2 separate regions of the Mus musculus genome follow, and region 2 is linked to region 1. A link is a contact called in public promoter capture Hi-C data. All regions are on one chromosome and are shown on one strand. The core of a region is the stretch at or near the end of the contact, and the rest is flanking DNA. Distances in the headings are between cores, read along the strand shown. Region 1 overlaps Stxbp6 (syntaxin binding protein 6 (amisyn)). Region 2 has its middle 16 kb from the start of Gm24731.

The links. Capture Hi-C pulls out chosen DNA fragments and counts their contacts.
Region 2: a contact with region 1 is called in a promoter capture Hi-C map of adipose tissue. The contact joins two enhancer-like sites. A contact is called at or near these places in 2 of 39 promoter capture datasets (3T3-L1-derived adipocytes and embryonic stem cells), 1 of 484 Hi-C or Micro-C datasets (bone marrow-derived macrophages), 1 of 115 datasets of contacts at active chromatin or transcription factors (heart atrium) and 1 of 9 other capture datasets (adipose tissue).

The regions. Positions count from the first base shown.
Region 1 is chr12:45,011,368-45,016,610 of GRCm38.p6, reverse strand. The region is part of intron 2 of Stxbp6 (syntaxin binding protein 6 (amisyn)); the gene reads left to right. Gm38487 (a long non-coding RNA gene) reads left to right here. Exons shown (of 2, transcript XR_381564.3): 1 at 1-2,947; 2 at 3,628-5,243. Among named protein-coding and RNA genes, the nearest start is that of Gm38487, 5.5 kb to the left of the region's middle. Within about 2 kb of position 3,215, at least 62 of the 459 cell types and tissues checked have an H3K27ac peak or open chromatin away from gene starts, as enhancers often do. A contact at or near this core is called in adipose tissue, where this site is marked.
Region 2 is chr12:45,090,159-45,095,758 of GRCm38.p6, reverse strand. No RefSeq gene overlaps it. Among named protein-coding and RNA genes, the nearest start is that of Gm24731, 16 kb to the left of the region's middle. Within about 2 kb of position 3,153, at least 22 of the 459 cell types and tissues checked have an H3K27ac peak or open chromatin away from gene starts, as enhancers often do. A contact at or near this core is called in adipose tissue, where this site is marked.

The DNA.
Region 1 (5,243 bases), core at 1,966-4,465:
ATTTTTTAACCATCCTTTAAACACTATGAAGCATTAAGATGAAGGAAAAAAAGAAGCTTGCAAAATATGCATGTAGGCGTTGGTATATTTATATAGTATCTTAACTAGTCTAGTATTTATGTGATTTTTTTCCCTCAGTGTCATACATAATTTATGATGTGAGACCCAGAGGTCTGTGACTATAAAACCTACTATTTTCAGAGAAGTTATATATTGTAAGGAAATATTTTCAATATATACCAAAGTAGAGGAAATAAGAGGATCTATAGTGGGTTTTTTTGCTATTATTTTGGAAGAAAAAAGGTAGTCATTCCAATTTATGCACAAGGAGATTGAACTTGCCAGTTTCTCACTGGACACTCAAGTCAACTTCTTTTTTTGGGGGGGTGGGGGTTGATAAAGGTGTGAGTATAATCTGGGTGTGGTGACACAGACTTTTGATTCCAGCACTTCAGAGGCAGAGGCAGATGGATCTCTGGATTCAAGGCCAGCCTGGTCAACTGAGTGATTTCCGGGTCAGCCAGGATACATAGAGAAAACTTTGCCTTATAAAATGAAAGAATGCAAGCAAATGAGCAAAAACTGTTCATATGAAAGTCTTACCAAATGAGCCAATCACAGAACCGTATATATAACCATGTACTTAGTAAATATGTCACACTTAGGAAATTCCTCCCATATGACAGGTTGTAAATTCCTAACAACAAAAACCAAAGATAATTTACGTCTCCAACTATGTTGAGTGAATGAACAAAGTATTTTATATCTATGCGGTAGAATTTATCCAGTAGTGAAAAGAAATGAACTACCAGTGCATGTGGCCACATGGACAGACATGTGTGGAAAACATCATTAGGATGTTCAAAGCTAGAACTGGTATGTTCTTCTAAGTTCTTCACAGTACCTCCCATATTTCTAGGTGAAGTTATATGTTAAGTACTTATTAGAGGCTGCTATTTGGATTTAGGACTGGCTTGTTATTTGGCTGATTCGGGTATAGACTTGGAACTATTAATACATTCAAAGGATAAAGATCCAGCTTATATCCCCATGATAATTTGGGTTTGTAAATTAAACTGACCCATGCTAAATTAAAATTGCTTTGTTCTTACAGTTCACTTTTCTGCTGAAATCCTGTAATTTCCATCCTTACAACCTGTTTACCTGATTCTATTTTAATTTGGTATGTATAATATTTGATATTAGCTTTCATATTCATAAATGGATCCACTCTCTCGCTGGCTGCTGCTATGTGCCCACAGAAGGAGCACATGGAAACCAATTTTTGTGATTAGCACATTCTTTTACATATCTTGATAGAACAGAAAAACCTTAGTTCTTCTCAAATTATTACAGATTTGTAGAACGAACAAAATTGTGTTTAAAAAAAAGTTCTGAATACACTCTGATGAAGTAATTATGCAGATGTGTTCCACAGAAGGCAGTAGATTAGGAGGACGGAAGCTGGTGCTTCGGCCCTGCATCTTAGCAGCTGTTAACCTTAGTGTTCAAAGGAGTAACCCTGGAACCTTTTGAGGAACACTAACGCTGGCCTCTTCCAGGACGCACTAACTTCACCAGGAAGCTTGTGGAAAACCACCTGCATTATGCAGGTATTAAATGCATTTTACCAATTGAGGGACTTAGACTATGGACTGTGCACTGGAATATGTGACATAATGCCTTATTTGGGGTATTGGATTTTATTTACAAGAGTACTTTTTAGTTCCCTTCTACAGTTCTACAGTTTTATGTGCTTCCATTAAAAAGTAAATCTAGGCTGTTGCTAACGTACCCCCATGCCTCTGACTTAGCTCAGGTGGTATCCAAAAGAGTGGATTCTTCTCTGTTTACAGGTGATAGAGAAGTGTTCCTTTTTCATATGCCGTTTCTTCCTATTCATGTCAAAGGCATTCATTAATAGACATTTATACAGGTGTAGGACTTGTCAGGGTATGCCTCTATTACAAAGATTTGGTATGTAAATTCAGCCATAAGGTGAAGGTGAAGTAACTTTGGAAAGCAATGAAATCCAAAACAAAGTTACCCTTGTTATCTTATTTCTGTTAGTTTTCTTGTAGTCTTTTTAGTTTTATAAAACTGCAATGTTCTCTGTAATGTTTATTGATAATCTTTCTCTTTGTAATAATGAAACCATTGGTTAAAATAGTCATAACCGTTGGCTCCATTTCTTTCCCTATGGTCATCCATTCTACCCTTACAATACTGCTGTGATGTAGTTCTTTTCATTTTTTTGGTGAGGAACTGAAGACAGACATGAATTAGCTTGCTTAAGAATGTTGTCATGAGTAGCAGTACCTGGTTTTGAACCTGGGTAGCTTGACCCTAGTTTGTGTTCCCTTAATGACTGTGCTCTGCTTTCTACTGGTATAAGAGTTGCGTGAGAATTCCAAAATCAGGTGTCCTTCTTCACTATCTCAAGCAGCTGATGAGCATTCCTTGGCCTTGCCTTGTTTCCTACAGGTTATGCTTTCGGTTTTGCTGGATGGTAAGATTTGTAAGCCAAGCTGTAAATCTCATACACATTTAAAGGTGCTACTAGTAGATATATTTGAGTCTTAGAAACCGACTCCCCAGAGCAATTCAGTGTCTCCTCATAGTGACCTGGCTATGCACAAACTTGGTTTGTTTGTTCATTTGTAGAATAGAAGTGTTCTTAGGTGTTCTTACGATTCTAGGCAATTTCTTGTGAAAATTAATAGTAATATCATTATCTTTTTCTGAAGCCCCTTTGAACAGATGAGCCCAACAGTAGACAACCAGGAAGTTACTATGTACCATCTCAGTTAATCAACATGCTAGCTTCTGTTATTTCTGCTCTCCAGATGACCCAGCCAGAGCTAAGAGGATAAGTGCCCTGCATGAAGTGGAACAGCGAGAGAACACAGGGCTGAGACCACACGCAAGAAAGACTCTCTGCTCCAAAGTATACACACTTTCAAATATTTTTCTCCAACACAGGGCTAGGTCTGAAGAACAGAGCTCTCCCATTCCCTTAACACAACATGAAGACATTCCTTGAGCAGAATGCTCTGGTCTCTGGGGAACTAGAGGAAGTCCTGGCAGGCACTTTAGCTTTTCTAGTGGTTTAGCACGCAGGCGGAGTTTGCTTTTCCCATTCTCTCCTGTGTGTGTTCCAGGACCCAAACCAGATGGAAACAAGGGAAAGCTCTTGACAGAGGCTGATGCCAAAACATTTCATTTAAAAAGGAAACGCCATCTGTGCACTCTCCCACCACCCAGCCCCCTGTTTCCAGGAGCAGTTTCACAGCTGACTCACTCACTTGTGTTGGATAGGATTAGTTTTCAGTAATTGCAAAGGTAGAACAAGTGGCTAGGGAGCCCCGGAGACAGAGTTCCCTCTGGATTGTGGCTAGCAAGGCAAGGGGCTGTAGGTATCCAACAGCAGCTAACCAAGGGGGGACTGTGGTCAATCACACACGTGGTTCTTTGGTTTGGGGCTTTTCTCAGCTTGTGCTTTTAGAGGATAGTGCACTTTGTCGTGATGCTGAGACATCATCATCTGGGATTGATCAGTACATTGTGGGCAGAGGTGTGAATTCTACGAGTCTCTCTTATCTTCGCATTTCTATCCCTATATTGTAGAGCACCAACTTAGACATCCAGTTAGTGTCTGCTAAGGCATTGATTGATACCCTACTTTGCCCAAGCTTTGAGGCTCAATGTTCTGATCTCCAAAGTGGGAGTGTCTGCTACCAGTACTCGAGGATCGTTTAAAAGGTAACTGGGCTCTGGATGTATCTATGTAGTGCCTGAAACAGATGCCATTCAACCTGAGCAGTGTCAGGTTTATGTTAGGCAATGCTAATTCATCGGCGGGGTTTTAAAATGTATGGCTGTGACAGACATGGATACTTGCATCATGTGAAGCACTGTCACACAGCAGATCAGATTTGGTTTCCTTTGGGCTCCCCTGGGGCTCCCTGCCCCGGCTTCACTGGCACTCCTTCCTGTGGTCCACCCAACAACAATCGCAGTCATTCTGATCCTTGCTTTCTAAGTCAGCTTCTCTTAAATCTCTTTACTCCAAAATTATTTCCAACCTCCCTCCGCAAGGTCCACTATTAGCTGGCATCGTATGTATTGCTGTTCTGTCTCAGGGATTTGGGATGGAAACTTAAGGATCTGACCTCATGGGCGTTTATGGATTGCCCTGAATGTTGGGAGTAAGAACACGCTTAATCAAAGAACCCGCTCAGTCCGTCAGGTTCCCGTCTCTGGAACATGAGAGGCTATTTTTTTTCTACACCTATCTTCAGTACTTCAAAAGAAGAAACAAAATGGAACAAAACATTCTCTGGGGTCAGTCAAGTGCACTGCTAACCAAACAACAGAATTGGGAGAGGCTGACACAGATGCCTCGGGCCCAACTTTTAAAAGCCAGCTCAGGTTTTTATTTGTTTCTGCAATTCTTTCCTGTTACTGTGGTGTGTGTGTGTGTATGTGTATGTGTGTATGTGTGTGTGTATGGGGAGAGAGAGAGAGAGAGAGAGAGAGAGACTATGATTGATTAATATTTTACCCTAATTAGTTATGCTAAACCATATGCAGAATTTTCCAGAAGAAACAGCAACTGACCAGAAGCCCAGTGCACTTGGCAGGTTCTCCAGGACTGTAAAGCTCAGCCTGCCAATTGCCTACTGTTCTCTGAGCACAAGTGTGCTCGCAACCACATCCACACTGCCACTCGGCACTGCGCTGCTGGGGTTCCTCCGTTCTGTTCTGATCACCAGATGTGAGCCTCTAATACGGGTGGGCTTTAGCAGCAGGGACCTCACGCACGCCTGCTGAGGTTCTCTGGTTTCCATACTGCAAAGCCTGAGCTCAGGGCTAACTCTGGGGTTTAAGATGGATCAGAGTAGCCGAGGCTTCCTTTGACTCTGCAGAAGTTGCTCTTACTCACAATGAGATGCTGCTGGTGTCTTTCTCTCAGTTCCCTTTAAATTCATTAAATTGCTGAGCAGAAGATTTTATTCCACCCAATGGTCCAGTTACCAAGGAGAAAATAGGGAAGTGTCTTTTGTCTTCAGACTTTGAGAGTCATCTAAAATGAGCGATTTATAAATGCTTCCACTGTGACCCGTAGTAGAAAGCTGCTGCCTTCGAATCTTCAGGTACCTGAGTGTTTTCCCTGCAGGCAGAGCCTGTATATGAAGAATAAATGATCATTTAATGGGTGCTTACTACATCAGATCTTTTCT
Region 2 (5,600 bases), core at 1,904-4,403, 79 kb before region 1:
TTACACAGTGCTACACATTAACTTGATGATGAAAAGCTTTGCACACAGAAATAATGAAATTCTAGTATATTACAGCTAATACATTTATAGGGGATTTTTTTCATTGGATGATCTGCAGTCTCTGAATTTTTGCAAAGTTCAAGGATTATTTTTTATGTAACTTGACTGTGAAATTTTCAGTTTGTTCATAATTCTAAATTCTTGTGAGAATTACATAAAAACCTAAACATTTTCTAAGTGGTTATAATCATTGAAAAAATAATAAATAAATGGGCAGATATTATGGAGAACTGTTTCAATAATAGAGTGTCAACGCTCTGCTAGTTATACATATTCCTTTAAGAACATTTACACTAGAAACTCTAACTAAAATATTTGAAAATGAAATTATCCAACTGATTTCAAAAGATGGCTTATTTTTAATAAATATAATTTTATAAGTTCATTTCATAAGAATTAACATATAGTAACCCCCTTTTAGTTTGTTTTGACTATATGTCTATTAAGATTATTACTGTGTCTGTTAAGGTTATCATGTGATTTTTGTTCTTATACGGATTTGCCACAATATATTTTTAAATTTACATATGCTTAATCAACTTTGTATCCATGGGATGAAATTTTGTTACTATATGTAACAAAATTGTGTGCTACTGTCTGTTTGTTATAACAGTTGTACACCTGGGTCTTCAGTTGGGACTCCTTACTGGGGAGCAGGATTGTCTCTGACTGTATTGTCTGCCTTTGGATCGCCTTCTCCTCACGGGCCTGCCTTGTCTAGCCCCAGTAGAAGAAGATGCAGTTGAGCCTAGCCTTACTGCAATTTGATAGCCAAGGCTGGTTGATATCCATGGGAGGTCACTCCTTTTCTGAGAAGGGGAAAGAGGGGTGGAAGAGGTGAGGGGAGGTGAAAGGGAGAGACTGAGACGAGAGCCTGTCAGTCTTTCAAAGAACCAACTCTTTGATCAATTCTTTGTATTGTTGTTTTGATCTTCTTTCATTACTTTTGACCCTAATCTTTATTATTTCTTGGAACTTACTACAATTGGATTTGGTTTTCTCTGTCTCTGTTTCTTTCTCTGTCTGTCTCTCTCTGTGTGTCTCTGTGTCTATGTCTCTCTCTCTCTCTCTCTCTCTCTCTCTCTCTCCATAAGTCTTAAGCATTTAAGCTGTTAAGTTTCTTCTTAGAATTGCCTTAGCTGCACCCTAGATATTTTAGGTTGAAATACAGGTCAATAGTAGTGTCTGGGGGAGGGAGTCAGGCAATGACTAGAGTCTTAGAAGGGTAGTTGACATGGTGACAATTATCTATCTCAATTTGATCCCCAAGCAGAACAGGAGACTTGACAGAGAGCAATGTCAATGAATCACAATTGAGAGGTGTCCATTTTCATTCAACAGGCACCTCCTAAGGTGAAAGAAACTGTCTGATACACTGTAGCCAGTGTGACATTTATAGCAAGTGTGTAGCAGTGTGACTGCTCCAGAAGAGAGTGATAGAAACAAAGATACAGAGAAACTCCAGTAAGTCAAGGAGAGAGAAGAGACTAAGCAGACAGCTCAGAGGTAGCACTTACCAGAATAGAGATGGAGAGAACAGGGTTTAAAGCAGGCAGAAGAGAAGCAGCCAGAGAGGTGGACTCCGAAATTTGGAGTTGAATATGATGGGTGACAGAAGCCAGAATTAACAAATGATCCATACCTTAGGGCCGAATCAGCAGCTTAGTTAGTTCTGTTAGGAGCAGCCTGGCCTCTTGGGAACAAGGACTTATTGTTTCCCTCCTGGGTTTTTGGCACCAGATGTAAGCAAGAGCACAATAAAGAAATGGATGCTCCCTGGTTGGGGGAGGGTGGTTGAAGAGAGAGAGAGAGAACAACTAGAGGCATCTAGAACAGCCCAGAGCAGAGAAAAAAACAACAAACAAAAGAAGCAGCCTGGACAATATCAGGACTATCTGTGAGAGAAGCCAGAATAGCAGAGCTGGTGGGGATGGGGTAAAACCTGATGTAAAAGAATAAATCTGAGAGAGGGTAGCCTGTGAACTGCAATAGCCTGGGAGCTAGCATAGTGGAGAAGAAATGGGGAAGGGGAGACGGGCCAGAAGAATAGTCTGGGCTTTGAACACAATGTTGAGTAGGGTCTGAAGGAGCGTAGAAGCCAACAAAGGCTTTGATATGCAACCATAGGTATACCCAACAGAAATATATCCCAGGGAAGGGGCTCTTTTGGTAGGCAAGGGACCTGCCTTTTTAGGTTCCTGAGAAATGCCAACCATAGGATTTTAACTATATTCGAGAAATCTTTCTAAAGTCCAGCTTGAACTGAGCCTAGACTGCCACTTGTGGACATGGGCACTACCCTTTGGATTTAGGGAGCTGGAGTTTCCTTTGGAACTGAGAGGTGTGTTATCAGTTTTGTTTAACCATATGAAAATTTTAGATTCCTAAATTGTCCTTCTTGATTTATTCAGTGATGAACTGTTCATTCAAAAACATATTGCTCATTATTCAAACATTTGTGTAGTTCCCATTGTTGGCAATTTTTGTTTTTATTTCACTATGTTAAGTGTTATGTACTATGTTAAGTTCTATGTTTTAAGACATAGATGTACTTTGATTCTTTTGTATTTGTTAAAGCACATTTAGTGGTCTACAGTGTGATCTTTTATGTTCTGTGGACTGCTGCTAAGAAAGTTTTATATTCCCTTTCTGTTTGGTGCAATATTCTATAGCTAGCAAATAATTGATCCTCTTTACTATAGCTTATGTCTGAGGTATAGTTGATTTTTAACTATAGTATGTTTCTAACAATAAGAGAGCTAGCACATATTCTTGAGATTATTAAATTGTGCTCAATGATAAAGAGAAGACATAAAGAAAAAATACTAGTGAATGACGAGAAGATACTCTATCTTATGACATCATCATGGCAGAAACGTTGGGAGGGTTTTGGTAAACATTACAGAGTTAGAAATTGTTACAGGAGACAATCCGCATGAATCTAAATTCTTGCCGATTTTTTTTTGTTTGTTTAAGAAGAGAGCACCAGATAAGAATATAATTAAAGCCTGATGAACATATAAGGGGAAGTCAGTGAACCCCTAACAATTCTGTTGAGACCAGTCCTTTTAAAGGCTCCTTCCTCTTTCCTGTTTTCAATTCATGACCAGTTTAGGGTGGTGGTAGTATGAGTCATGAAAAAAAGCATATAGCTCAGATATTTAAGCAGAGGACAGAAATAAGGAGTTAGCAGGTTTACCCCATCACACCCTTCCCAAAACTATTAAGAAAAGACAGTTTCTGTTCAAACCATCCTCCACCAATCCTATCCCACTTTCTTTCCTTGGTTTTTCAATATCAGAACATTAAATATATATCTGTTTCTGATACTTTCAGTCATCTTTCCCTCATGCACATTTATCAAACAGAGAGAATTCCTCTGAGTAGGGTAGGTTATGGTTAGAAAGAGCCACCTTGGGCAACATTTTATGAATAAAGGAATAAATGAACAATGTAACAAATATTATTCAAATTCTCTTTTAATTAGCAAACTGCCTTCTATGGGGTCTCTATTTCATCCAAAGCAGGATTCTGTGTATTTAAAAGCAATGTTCTTAGGCTAGATAACTTGCCAGGTTTAAAACTGTGGCCACTTCATCGTAAGCTGGAGAGAATTATATTTAATATATATGACGAGTAAACAGAGAGATGCAAGAAGTGATTGGCACAAGGAGTTATATGAAGTTTATGGAAGACATTATTGTAGAATTAGACCTCGCTCATGACCCCAAAAGGTCAAGCCCTATGTCATCATCAGTCATTGAAAGTTTCAGGTCTCCAAACTGAAGCTGAGATGTTTATCTGTCATTATGTTCTTTATCTTTATAAGAGTTAAATTAGCAGAGAAACCAAAGCCAAATCCACAAGTAGGCCAATCACAATAAGGAAGTCTACTCTGCTTTCACTCTCTGAGGGAAAGTAAACTGAAGCCACCAGATACCAACCAATTTGAAATTTGTATTGTACTGTGTCCTTGTCCCTGTGCCAACCACTTCTCGAAGTATTCTGCCACGAAAAGTGGGATGTGTTTTCCACATCTGGAGATGAGACCCTGCCCAGTTAGGAAGCTTTCCATTAGGTGAAATTGATGGGGTGTTGAGGTAACCAATTCGTCTCTATTCAAATCGACCTGCATTCTCTCTTCTGTAGCTCTCATGCCTCGCAGCCCCAAATCATCAAAGGTATAGATTGATTCAAATTAGCAGCCTCCTTTCTCTTTAGGCCTGTTCCATTTTGACACCTTGCACAGAAGATTTTTAATACCATAAGCACCAAACTTATAACCGCCGGCATTTTGATAATTAAAACAATTCAAAGCAATTAAAGCAATCTAAACAATTATTATTATCCATTCAAACAGTGCTTCTTCACTATCCCCTGCCTTGTCCTGACACAAGATCAAGGCCTAACTTTTGACTATCTCTCTGAGATAAGGCTTTCCTCTCTAACACCTGCACTGACCTTTATGAGATCAGAGGCCTCAATTTATTTATTCATCTATGTACACTTAAAAATCTCCTTTTTGTGGAGATTGATATCTACCATCTATCTATCTATCTATCTATCTATCTATCTATCTATCTATCTATCTGTGTGTGTGTGTATATATATATATATATATATATGTATATATATATATATATATATATATATATATATATATTACCTTTATCTTCATAAGAGTTAAATTGATACCCTTTCTTTTTTCAATTTCAATTAAATTCCCTTCTGCTTACAATATACGCATATTTCCAGGCTATTAATTTGTCACACCAGGCTAAGCAATTCAATAATTCCCATGAAGCCCATGTTCAAGGAACCCAGTTGCCTGCAATGCATAGACTTTTTGAACTTCCTTTAAACCATTTACATTATGTCTCTTCTCTATCCTTAAAAATAATAAAATCAATTTTCATTAATTCTCCCTTCTATGGATATTAGCATCTCTGTGGTTACATATATTATGTCACCTTTCTCTTTATATAACTTGAATTAACATCCTTTCCTATGTATTTAACTTCAATTAAATTCTCTTCTATATTTCTGTATGAGCCTACTCTCAGACTTATCCTTCTATCCTTAAAACAATTAAAGTTTCCTTTATTCCTATCTTATTCAGGCCACATCGCTTCAGCTTGCCTTATCCCAGCAGGAGCTCTCAGCATCCATGGTTTAAGCTCTTCACAGCAGCCCAGAACAGGAAAGTGTCCAGCTGAATTCTTAGCTGCATATCCCTGGGTCAGCCTAGGTGTGTACTAGCCTTAGCCACAAACCCTGAGTTATACGTGCCCATTCAGCATGCCCTTTGTCCTAGTCCCAAACCCACGTGGTCTGGGTAAAAACTGCGCAGCTCTGCTAAGAAACAAATTCTCCTCACCTCTTTTTATTTTTTTAATTTATTTTTTTTATTACGTATTTTTCTCAATTACATTTCCAATGCTATCCCTAAAGTCCCCCCCCCCCATTCCCCTACCCACCCATTCCCATTTTTTGGCCCTGGCGAAACGATGACACCATTGCATACACTAGCAAGCCTTTGT